3 separate regions of the Mus musculus genome follow, and regions 1 and 2 are each linked to region 3. The links are chromatin contacts, called in public Hi-C and Micro-C maps. All regions are on one chromosome and are shown on one strand. Each heading gives the region's core, a stretch centred on a gene start, on an enhancer-like site or on the middle of the called end of the contact. The rest is flanking DNA. Distances are from core to core; before and after follow the strand shown.

The links. Hi-C and Micro-C count contacts between places; a contact is called where the count stands out from the background.
Region 1: a Micro-C map of embryonic stem cells shows a contact between it and region 3, with 5 times the contacts expected there. The contact joins the promoter of Fsd1l here to the promoter of Slc44a1 in region 3. A contact is called at or near these places in 14 of 39 promoter capture datasets (the 3T3-L1 cell line, 3T3-L1-derived adipocytes, cranial neural crest and 8 more), 8 of 484 Hi-C or Micro-C datasets (the N1E-115 cell line, cerebral cortex, cortical neurons and 3 more), 4 of 115 datasets of contacts at active chromatin or transcription factors (astrocytes, embryonic stem cells, forebrain and 1 more) and 3 of 9 other capture datasets (adipose tissue, liver and pancreatic islet).
Region 2: a contact with region 3 is called in a Hi-C map of CD8 T cells, with 2.6 times the contacts expected there. The contact joins the promoter of Lexis1 here to the promoter of Slc44a1 in region 3. A contact is called at or near these places in 6 of 39 promoter capture datasets (the 3T3-L1 cell line, frontonasal cranial neural crest, liver and 2 more), 9 of 484 Hi-C or Micro-C datasets (CD4 T cells, CD8 T cells, the HL-1 cell line and 5 more), 4 of 115 datasets of contacts at active chromatin or transcription factors (bone marrow-derived macrophages, double positive thymocytes, forebrain and 1 more) and 2 of 9 other capture datasets (adipose tissue and liver).

The regions. Positions count from the first base shown.
Region 1 is chr4:53,629,566-53,632,905 of GRCm38.p6, forward strand. It overlaps Fsd1l (fibronectin type III and SPRY domain containing 1-like), which reads left to right and starts at 1,906. Exons shown (of 13, transcript NM_001195284.1): 1 at 1,906-2,047. The coding sequence starts at 2,033.
Region 2 is chr4:53,216,903-53,220,311 of GRCm38.p6, forward strand. Lexis1 (a long non-coding RNA gene) reads right to left here and starts at 1,459. Exons shown (of 8, transcript XR_390567.4): 1 at 449-1,459.
Region 3 is chr4:53,438,339-53,441,758 of GRCm38.p6, forward strand. It overlaps Slc44a1 (solute carrier family 44, member 1), which reads left to right and starts at 2,078. Exons shown (of 16, transcript NM_001374697.1): 1 at 2,078-2,378. The coding sequence starts at 2,346.

The DNA of each region.
Region 1 (3,340 bases), core at 656-3,155, 190 kb after region 3:
TCACATCTCCCCCATGTAATTGAGGGGGCTTGGCTAGTAGAGTCCCTTCCCTTGATATCAAGAGCTGGCTCCTCTGAAGGACTGCATGCCAGCCTCCCTTCAGCTGGCAGGAGTGAAGCTGGGCATTCCTCTCCTAAGCCCCAGCCAGGCCTGCGAGCATTGTTTCCTTAGCCCTGTCTAAACCATGTTTCCTTTTGTGTCTTTTATCATATACCTTGCATTTCTGTTCAGGTAAGAAAGGGTCATGTGGTGGTGGTGCACTCCTTTAATCCCAGCACTCAAGAGGCAGAGGCAGGAGAATCTCTGTGAGTTTGAAGCCAGACTGGTCTACAAAGCAAGTTCCAGAACAGCCAGGACTATACACCCTGTCTCCAGAAAAAATAAAGCAAAGCAAAGCAAACAAACAAACAAAAAAGGTCTATTGGGTGCACAGTGTGTGGCCTGCTCTTTGCTAAGGTCAGAATACAGGTGTGGTAAAAGAAGTTTTGATCTTAAGAAACCACAGTGTCGTTGGACTCTAGTAGAAACATAAAACATTGAAGTGTAAATATGATTCATCTAAAACAGCTCCTGCCTCTCCAAGGTCTTGATTCTTAACTGTCCTTCTAACTAGATATTCTTCCTCAACCCCTTTCATATAACCCTTACCCAGGTCATTCCTGCGTAATGTCAGGAAATTGCACCCCACCTCTTCGGAGTCTATTAACTCTGTGCAATTTAATTGTTTACTTTATTTCTTCCATTTACCTCATGCAATTTCCTCCTTTGTTAATTTTTTCATGTGTGTGCTTTGGTCGAGGGTATTACAATGTGTGGGCACACAAGTGGGGGCACCTGTGTGCTGGTGTGTGTCTGTGGTCACTTGGCTTTTATGTGGGTACCAGGTTCTGGGTATACAGACTCTGGTACTCATGTCTGCCCACTGATCTATCTTCCTCCTCCCTGATTTCTCTTACAAACTTTTCTTCTAACAGCCTCATGGATTTGTATTGTCATTTCCCACCTTAGATTGTAAGCTCTTTGAGAAGCAGGCCTTTTCACTGAGGATTTGTGTAGAAGGGCAGAACCGGTTCGTAAGGCTCATTCATACTCGTTTCCCTTTTATTCCATTAGGATGTGAACACCCAGAAGAATTTTTCTTGAGTCACCTAAATGGAGATGAAGCCTGCCTTTCTGGAGAACCTTTCCAAGTCTTCTCCCCAAGCTTTCTGGTCTGCACTGCCAGCTCCACCCGTCCTGAGCAGATTCTAATGTGCTGTCCCACTCTCATTTACTCCATGCTCTGGGGAGTTCAAACACAGGATTTAAGCTGTCCTCTGCGAGGTCTGCATTCATTCTATTTCATTGATGACACAGGTCACGGAAAAAGACTTGCTTACAAGGTAGCAAGATACTAGTAGGGCAAGGTTGACCAGGCAACAAAGCCCATGTGGTCCCATACCCACGTATCTGTAACTTCTTTCTACCCCTTGTCCCAGAGCCCTTTAAGGTTTCCACCACGCTCCCTGAAGACCCTTCCACATGTTTCCGCGGCCTCTCCATCCTAGCGTGTTTATTCCAGCTGGATCACTGGGCCTGGCCTACCAAGGCTAAGTGGAGAGACGCTGCAGGTGAAGGATGCGTCCCGGGCTGAGCTAGCTCCCAGGCTCTCCGCACGACCTGGCTGCTGGGTGCCCAATGGTTCATTGCAAGGCCCGCAGCGATGGCACAGGAAAAAGGATGCAAAGAAAGAAGCAGTTGCAGAAGGAAGACGCAGGCGGCCAGGCAGCGCTCCATCCTCTCCGCCGGTGCGGGTGTCGGCGCACGCATGCGCATGCGTGGCGCGCTCGCACCCCACCCTCCCGCGGGCCGCCCTTTCACCCTGGCAACCGCGGCTCGGTAGCGGCGCGCGCGCGGGTTGGGCGCGGACGGGCGGGATCTCTGCGGGACGGGACAAGGCTGACGGCGGCAGAGGTAGCGGGTCTCTAAGGCTCCTCCAGCTTCTCACTCAGCTCCGGTGACAAGTTCGGCCCGGAGGGCTTAGTCCCTAGCCATGGACTCGCAGAAAGTAAGCGGGGGCGCAGCGCGGGGCCGAGAGGGTGGGCGGGGCGCGCGGGGCTGGGCGCGGAGGACGAGGCCGGGCCTGGGACCCACCCGACCCGACCCGACCCGACCCGACGGGACCTGAGAGCCCGCAGGGAGCGATGGCCGCGCCCGGGACCCCGGACGACCTCTGTCCTGCTCTTGGCTCCGGGAAGGCACTGCGGGGAGGAAACCGCGAGCCGCACCCGGGTCTCTGCCGCCCTCTGCGGGCGCTAGGCCCCTTTCTTCCCGCTGCCCGCGGCGTGCTCCGAGGGTGGGTCCCTCCTCGGTTGGAGTGAGGACCAAGGCTCGGCCTCGCGTGGGGGGATCCCCGCCCGCGCGGAAGCTGGTGTCTCTTTTCTTCCACCGTGTCTTCAGCATGGTCTCTGCGCTGTAGGTCCGGGGACTGAATCTCCTTTGTACATCTGCCCACTGCCTTGCTAGTGGTTTATTTATAAGCAGATCTCAGTGTTTGCCTAATTGAGGAAAAAGGCAGTTGTCAGGGCCGCTGCCCCACCCTCGTCCTTCAGTTGGTGAGGCTGGCCAGTAGTCTTGTTTCGGAATGTTTAGTACTTTGAGAACAAGTTTAAGGAAAGAGTTACACAATAGCCTTTTTTAATTAAGCAAATAGTGCACTGAATACAATTGCAACTGAATTTTTAATATTCAGTAGTAATTCCTGTATTAAAAAAGTAAGCCACCTTGCTATCTTTGTTATGTTATAGTGTAATTGCAATACATTGCGGTATAGGAAAGAAAAACACAAGTGTTATTAATAATACATCAGGGAAAACAAGGGCATTTCTAAGAGGCCATTCTTTTTTTATTATTGCATAGAAAGTGCCAGAAAGAGTTAGAGAAAAACTGCAATTCTTACCTGGATTCATCTTTCTGAGCTTGCCTTGAGACCCATTCATTTGGGTATATCCAATTATTATTTCCACAACTATACTATAGTATCTTTTAAAGAGATTACTAGTATGTCTAAGAATGTGTATTTTGAGTGTGTATAAATTTAAAGGATTCTCTGTTAGGCTGATAAAACATTGCATGACTTATTAGAGGAAAGGCATCATGTGATATTTAAGTGGGCATTAGCAAAGGTCAAAAGGAAGAAGAGCAAGTGCCTGGAGAATCCGGAAAGATGAGTTTCAGGGTGCAGTGTGTTTGCTACCTGTATGCAGCGCACATTCCTCTCTTTCATCTTCTGTTCTGTAGAAATAAGAAAAGAATATACTATTAGAAAGTCTGGATAAAATACTCCATTCGGAAAACAGTA
Region 2 (3,409 bases), core at 209-2,708, 220 kb before region 3:
CTTATTCCCACCAACCACACATTTTCTTGTATCATGTGAGGATGAGTCTATTATCAACTGACTGGATACTGTACGGAGGCTATGGCAGAGTAAGAAAATAAAAGGTGTGTGCCTGTGAATCTGTCCTTTCTTTGGGGGGAATGAACTACATACTTTGCCTCAATGTAATGTCCCGAAAAGTTGTCATCTTTCAAAAAAACCTAGCAGACCTCAAAATGTCCACTCACACAACACAGGCCTCACTTTGAAGGTAATTAATTCAGCTTAGCACTGTTCCCTGGAGGTCTTGTGGGACAGAGGGGCAACATGACACAACGGGCTGAAAATTGTAGAGTTGCTCACCTCCAATGCTAAAAAGCCCAGGGACCATCAGATGAACTACCAAGTTCTACTGTTAACGATGCTTAACCCAGAGATGTAAGGGCGCAGCATAGTCCTTTCACCTTACCTAGAGACAAAGCCCGGTCAAACAGGTATTCTGTTTGCACCTGTTGGGGAGCATTGTCCAACTTCAGAGACCACAGGTCGGTCGGTAGGTAGGGGCTTGAACTCCTGCAGGAAAGGGTATTTTTGAAAATCAGTTTCTCCTTGACCCTCCCAGATTTTTGGGATGCCAGGAAAGAGGGCACTTTCTAGAACAGAAGGACCACCACAGACTCCTATCGTCGAGGCTGGTGTGGATGAGAGCCTCAGACCTCTCCAGATGCCTATGAGTGTTTCCATTATGATGGTTCCTGAGGCCGAGGACATGCCCCTCCTAGCGCCCGCCCCGCCCGCGCGATGCCCGGCAGTAACCCCGAGGCGCACGGCAGCCTAGACGCCTTCAACTAGCGCGATTCCTCTGGTTGCAACCTAGTTGTTAGATCCGGCTCCTCCCGGGCAGAAACTGGAGTGTTGTTTGCACCCACGTAGCTTCTCGCTCGAATGTGCTCCTCTCTAGCTCCGGAGTCAGCCTTGCTCTTTTCCAGGGGCAGTGATCAGGGCGGGGTTGGGGGCGAGGAGATGGGCAGCCCCAAGCTGTGGGAGAGAGGGGAGCGGAAAGTCCAGAAATGGGGGAAGGGAAGGATGGGGCGCCTGGGGGTGTTAGCGGTAGGTGACAACTTTGGGAAGAGGTCCAGGTTACCCTCTCCGGCCTGGGACCGTGCCCACACAGAAATCAAAGCACGTCCGCAAGGCCCACAGCCTTTATTTCCGAGAGTAGCAGAAACCACCACCAAAAAAGAAAGAAAAAAGAAACAACGTTAGGGATGCTTAGCTGCAGCCGGCAGCCAGCTCTGCGCAGGCGCGCAGAGATCCAAGTCTGACCTGGAGTTACCCCGCTAGGCTGCCGCTGCAGAAGTAGGTGAAAGGTAACTAGCAGGCACCGCTGGGCCAAGGCCCAGGCAGGCCTGCTGCAGGACCTGTCCTGTGCCCTTCCAGACGCAGCAAGTTTCTTTAAGCAAGCACTTACTTCTGTGGATGATGCCTGAGCTAAAGTAATGTAAGGATGCCCGAATGGAGGAGATTTGGAGAACTTGGCAACTGGCACTCTGTAAACAAATGAGGACCTGGAATTGTGCAAGGGGTGGAGAAAAACAGTTATGGCATACTATTTAATATGGCTACTATGATGTGGAAAGCGTCACTTGCGTTTTTTAAATTTAGAGATCTGTTGAAGTAATGAGAAAGGAAACTGAGACCCAGGGAGTTCCAGAAACCTGCTCCAGAGTAAATAACAGGTAAATAGAGTGCGTTTTGGCAAGACCTCCGATAAGAAGTTACTCTATCCTTTCTGATGAAGGTACCTGCTACCCTTTGGGTTCTTCGTTCATTGAGGGCAGAAATACTGCTCACACTTGATAAATTTGCTGTTTATTGGAGTGAGCTCATAAAAGAACAGCTAGAGTTTTTTTCAACCCCAGGCGTCTCAAAGAGAAGCTGTCACTGTGTCTGGCAGGCTGAAGTGACTGCTTGTTTGTGACGTTCCCCAACACGAGGGCTTTTATATCCATTCAGCAGCCCTAACTGGCACCCAGTCTGGAATGTGTCCATCGCTGAAAACAGGTGGTAAGCACCGAAGGCGGAGAATGCCTTGCTTCCCCTGGAAATCCTGTACTGAGTCTGGCACAGTCTGCTCAAACTGCTGTGCCACAATACCAGTAAATTTCCCACTGATAAGCCAAGATCAAAGGACTGGCTGGCCCACAGACTGGCATCTCACCTTCTGCTCAGAGAGCAATGAGAGAGAAAAAGAGGAGAGGGAGCCGGGAGAGTATACGAACAGTGGCTTTTCTTGTAAGGTCAGAGCAGTTATAGACATCTGGGAGTCTCCCCATCTTTGGGCTTGGTGGAAGCCATTAGCATCCTTCCCATTACAGTTGCCTATGTAGCTAGAAGCATATCAGACAGGAGGGGAGGGCAGGGACCTGATCCCACTCTTATTACTTCTGTCTATCCCTTAATTCTGGGCTATTCCTCAGAATTGCAAAGAGCTGGAGAGAGCAGCAGGTGTCCTCCCTTCCTGAAGGAGCCTTGGAGACAGAGGAAAGGAAATAGAAGTGGGCCAGCCTCCTCCCACTCCCATCTCTTTCCAAGAATCTGCTCCCTTGAGTGTCTCAGGGAGTTGGAATGTCACCGCCTCATGGGCCCTCCACTGAGTTGCTGCTCAGGCTGATTAAAACAAAGGCTGCAATTGGGCTACCCTTGCCCGAAAGTAACCCTGTCTGCATGCCTTGCTGAGGTGACCAGGGGAGACGTGGAGGCTGTTGGATGCCTCTGTTGCCATTGGCAAGAAGATGGCTGCCTGGAACTTGAATCATTACCCTGTTGAGAGTCCCACATGCTGAGAGCTTTGAACATACTTGAACCCTGAGCTGGATGGTTATAATTGAATTCTCCTGTGACCCTCTCGAGTCTTGTGCAATAATTGATCGCTGGTTTTCGGAGGATAAAACTGAGGCTCTAAGAAAGTGATTCCCCACCTCCTACAACAAGTGAAAAGCCGAAACTCAGCGCCTCCCATGGCTCTGGGTCTTCAGATCCAACACTTGCTGGGGGTTAGTAGAGGTGGCTTGGAAAACCATCTGTAGATTTTCTCCTTTGTTATCACAGGAAATTTTAAATGAGAAGGTCCAGCAAGTGATGCCCTCCTTCCAGATGAATGACTTTCATCAGGGATGCACATAGAAGAGGGCAGAGAGTGAAGTTGGTTGCAGTGCCTGCAACTGTGCTTGGCACATAGTATGTGCTCATTAAAACATTTCCTAAGTGATTGACTAAAGGAGAGGAATAGATGGAAGTAGGAGTAGAGGCATTTCAGTCTGTCTGATATACCAATGTATCTGTTAGCGAAAGGTTTACTGGCCTTAGAACACCATTGGTAAATATACTGAGAACGGATGAAGCAAAGCCCTGGTCTACATCTCTTTCT
Region 3 (3,420 bases), core at 828-3,327:
CATCCAAGGCACGGAAGAGATCTTCAAAACAAACAGCCAAACAAACAACCAAACACCCCACGCTTTGGTGAAGCACTGACAAGGCCAGCTACAGATCCAGCCACTTCTACAGTTCCAGTGATAAAATAAGCACTAGCTACTACATGGAACAACTGTGCTAGCCAGAGAGATTTTTATAATCGGAGAGAAAAGCTCCCATCTTGACTTGCTAAGAGAGACAACTCCTCTTTCCTTGATTATAAAGAAGGAAGACAGATGGCTTCTTGTTTAAGACTGTAATTTCAGCATCCTCCCTCAGTTAAAAACAAGATGTCCTTTTCTGGCTTTGAGGGAAAAATCTCATGGGAGGGATTTTTATTCCTGGCTGTATTGAATAATTCAACAAACACCCCAGAGAGCCCAGGGAGATATAAAGAAGAGAATACTTCCCCTTGTTCTCAGGGAGTTTACAATCTTACTGTGGAGTTTATGAACAGAATTGGGACCCACAGCAATTAATGCTTTATTTCTTCATTTCCAGCTAATGACCCAGTGGTTACCCGTAGGGAAAGAAGCCTTGGAAGTCACTCATCCTGTGCCTAGGAAAGAGCCTCAGGTCAAACTGCAGAAAAGTCAAGGATCTGAAGAAGTTGTTGTTGAGTGCTTATTCACTGACCTGTCCACTGCCTACCCACATTATTTAATCTTACACTTTGCAGCCATCCCTGCTATCAGGACTTCACAGAGGATCATGAGGTTTGGAGGAACAAGCCATCCAGGAAATGGTAATGCAAAACACCAACTAGGGAATTTTCTGTGTGTGAGTTTGTCTCCATTCCATACCCCTCCCACCCACACCCATTCCCCACCCTCTTGTTTAGATTTCTCCTTTCCTTGCTCCTCTAGTCAACTTCCCCTTTGAGTTTGAGTCACCTTGAAATCTGCCTTTTATGGACAAGTCAGCATTTCTGGGGTCTCACTCTGGTATCTTTGCAAACCTTTTGATCCCAGTCTTTGCAACACCTTGACAATATGAAACAAGACCGGAATGTTTATATGAGTGTTAGATACATGCGCGTTTCGGTGATAGTTAATCATGACCTTGTTTACTCTCGCCATTTTTAAACTGCTCTCGCTTCACTGTATCTGTAATGACTTCCCTAACATTGGAAATTTCTTAAAGGTTGTGCATGTCTAACTTGTTGCTACCCCCAACGCATATTAATACAGGTTTCGTTTTTTTTAATAAGAGAGTAGCAACTTTGCCTTTTATCGCCTGTTTAATCTTAGTGCCATAAATTTCTAGACTGTAATATAGTGAGTGCCTCGGTAAATATTTTAAAGATGAATTGGTGCGTGTGTTTATGTGTGTGCCCGCGCTACCATGTGTAAGAAAGTTTAGTGAAGAACCAACATGGCTTTGACTTGAGGGCCTGGAGTACTACCTTCCCCTCCCATTTCTGGCTCTTTTACTACAATTTCCAGTTGGGTGCTCTCACTGTCGTCGGCCTCCTTCAAGGCTTAGTGTCCACATCAGCAAAATGGGGCCAGGAGCAACAGATGATATTTTTCCACTTCCATCACCCATTCCTTCTCCATGGGAGGTTTTGCAAATACTCTCTCTTCTGGGTAACATAAACAGCCGCCAGAGCCCTAAAAAAAGCTCCGGGTCAGTGACCTCAGAGGCGCTCCCACCCGGGAGAAGGAGCGACCCCCGGTGACCTCCCCGTGCCTCGCGCGTACAGAAGCAAGTCGGCCGCCTTCCCTCTGCGAGCCCGCCGGGTCCACGGGCGCCTCGGCCTCAGACGCCCTCTCGCCGCCCCGAGGCAGAGCTCGGCCTCGGTGCCACCGCGAAATGGGCCCGGCGCCGCGCAGACTCCTGCGCGCGCCCAAGGGCCCGGCCTCGTTCTGGGCTGCCGTCGTCCCCGCCGTCCGCGCCGCGCGGCGCTGCACTGGGGGCGGGGAGTCTGATGGGAGACGCGCGCGGCGCCGAGGAGGAGGCGGCTGCAGCCCGGGAGAGGGAGCGGGAGCGGGACTGGGAGCGGGTGGTGGGAGGCGGGGGCCAGGGGGAGGGGCTGCCGCCGCCGCCCGCCCCTTTCCGCTGGGGAGCAGCTGCAGCAGCAGGAGCGGAGCCGGAGCCGCGCAGCCGCCGCCGCCGCCGCTGCCGCCGCCGGGGGATGTGGCCGGCGCCTGCCCCGGACCGCGCAGCCTCCTGAGTTCTTGCCGCTGTCGCCGTCGCCGCCGTCGCTGCCGAGTCGTGCGGGGCCAGGCCGCGCCCTCCCCGGGCGCCCGCCGGCTCGCATGCCGAGGGGCTCCGGGGCGTAGCTGCGCGCCCGGCGCCGCCTCCGGGCTCCTCCGGCCCCGCCATGGGCTGCTGCAGCTCCGCCTCCGCCGCGCAGGTGAGGGGCTCCCGCCTCCCGGCCGCCCGCCCGGATGCCACCCCGCGCTGTGAGCGCCTGCCGAGCCGTGCCCTTCGCTCCCCTGCCGTGCCCTGCGCCCCTCCGGTCCCCGCCGACCTCGGCGCTTCGTGCCTGGTCCCCCAATGCCCGCTGCGCTCCCTCCCCCGCTTTCGCACCTGAGCAGCCCGTCCCGCCCGTCTGCAGGTAGAGGCGCCCCGGGCGCCCGCTCTGCCCCGGGGAGGCATACGCTTCCCTCTCCTTGGGGCCCGCCAGCCTGCTCTCCACCTCCGCCGAGCCCCCCCGCCACCCACAGACTGTTTTCCGTGTCCCCAGAAGGTGTACCCCAGCTTGGGCTCTTCACCTCTCTTCCACCTTATTCTAGTTTCGGATCCATTTAATAAGCTGCCCATTTCCCCTGGTCTGCGGGCCCCCTTGGCCGGGATCAGGTGCTTCACTGGGTCCCGGTGCCCTTCCAGGGCCCATTTCACAGATCCCACCCGCTCGTTCCCCATCCCATCCCCCCTCTGTGCCTTGACCCTGAGCACCGCGGCCTCTCGGCGCACCGAGGCCCCTGCGGGAGCGGGGGGACTGGGCTGGGAAGGAGATTGGGCACCTGGTGGGTGACGGGAGCGTTACGGAAACTCCCTCTTTGTTGCCAGTGTAACAGGAGGAAGAGGTGCCGAATTTAGTTTTTCTGTGGGCACTGGCTGGATGTTGTCGCTGAGGGCTGAGATGCAGAGATTTCTCTCAGCTGCCACCCTGCCCCCATCCAAATTTCGCTAGCCGCCTTCTCTTTCCGATCAGAGCCTTTAACCTGGGTGGAAATGTTTGGACAACTGTGTAAGGATCAGATGTAATAGAACTTGACTGCTGGCCACTAATAACTGAGAGGACCTGTTTGTAAATTATCTAATTTAGTGGATTAGTGAGTGTATTTACAAATACGATAAAAAGCAATCAGGAATACTGCATCAAACTGTCTGGTGGTGGTGTATGAAAAATAGGCTCTGACAACGCCTGGGATGTTTCTCCACAGTTTCAT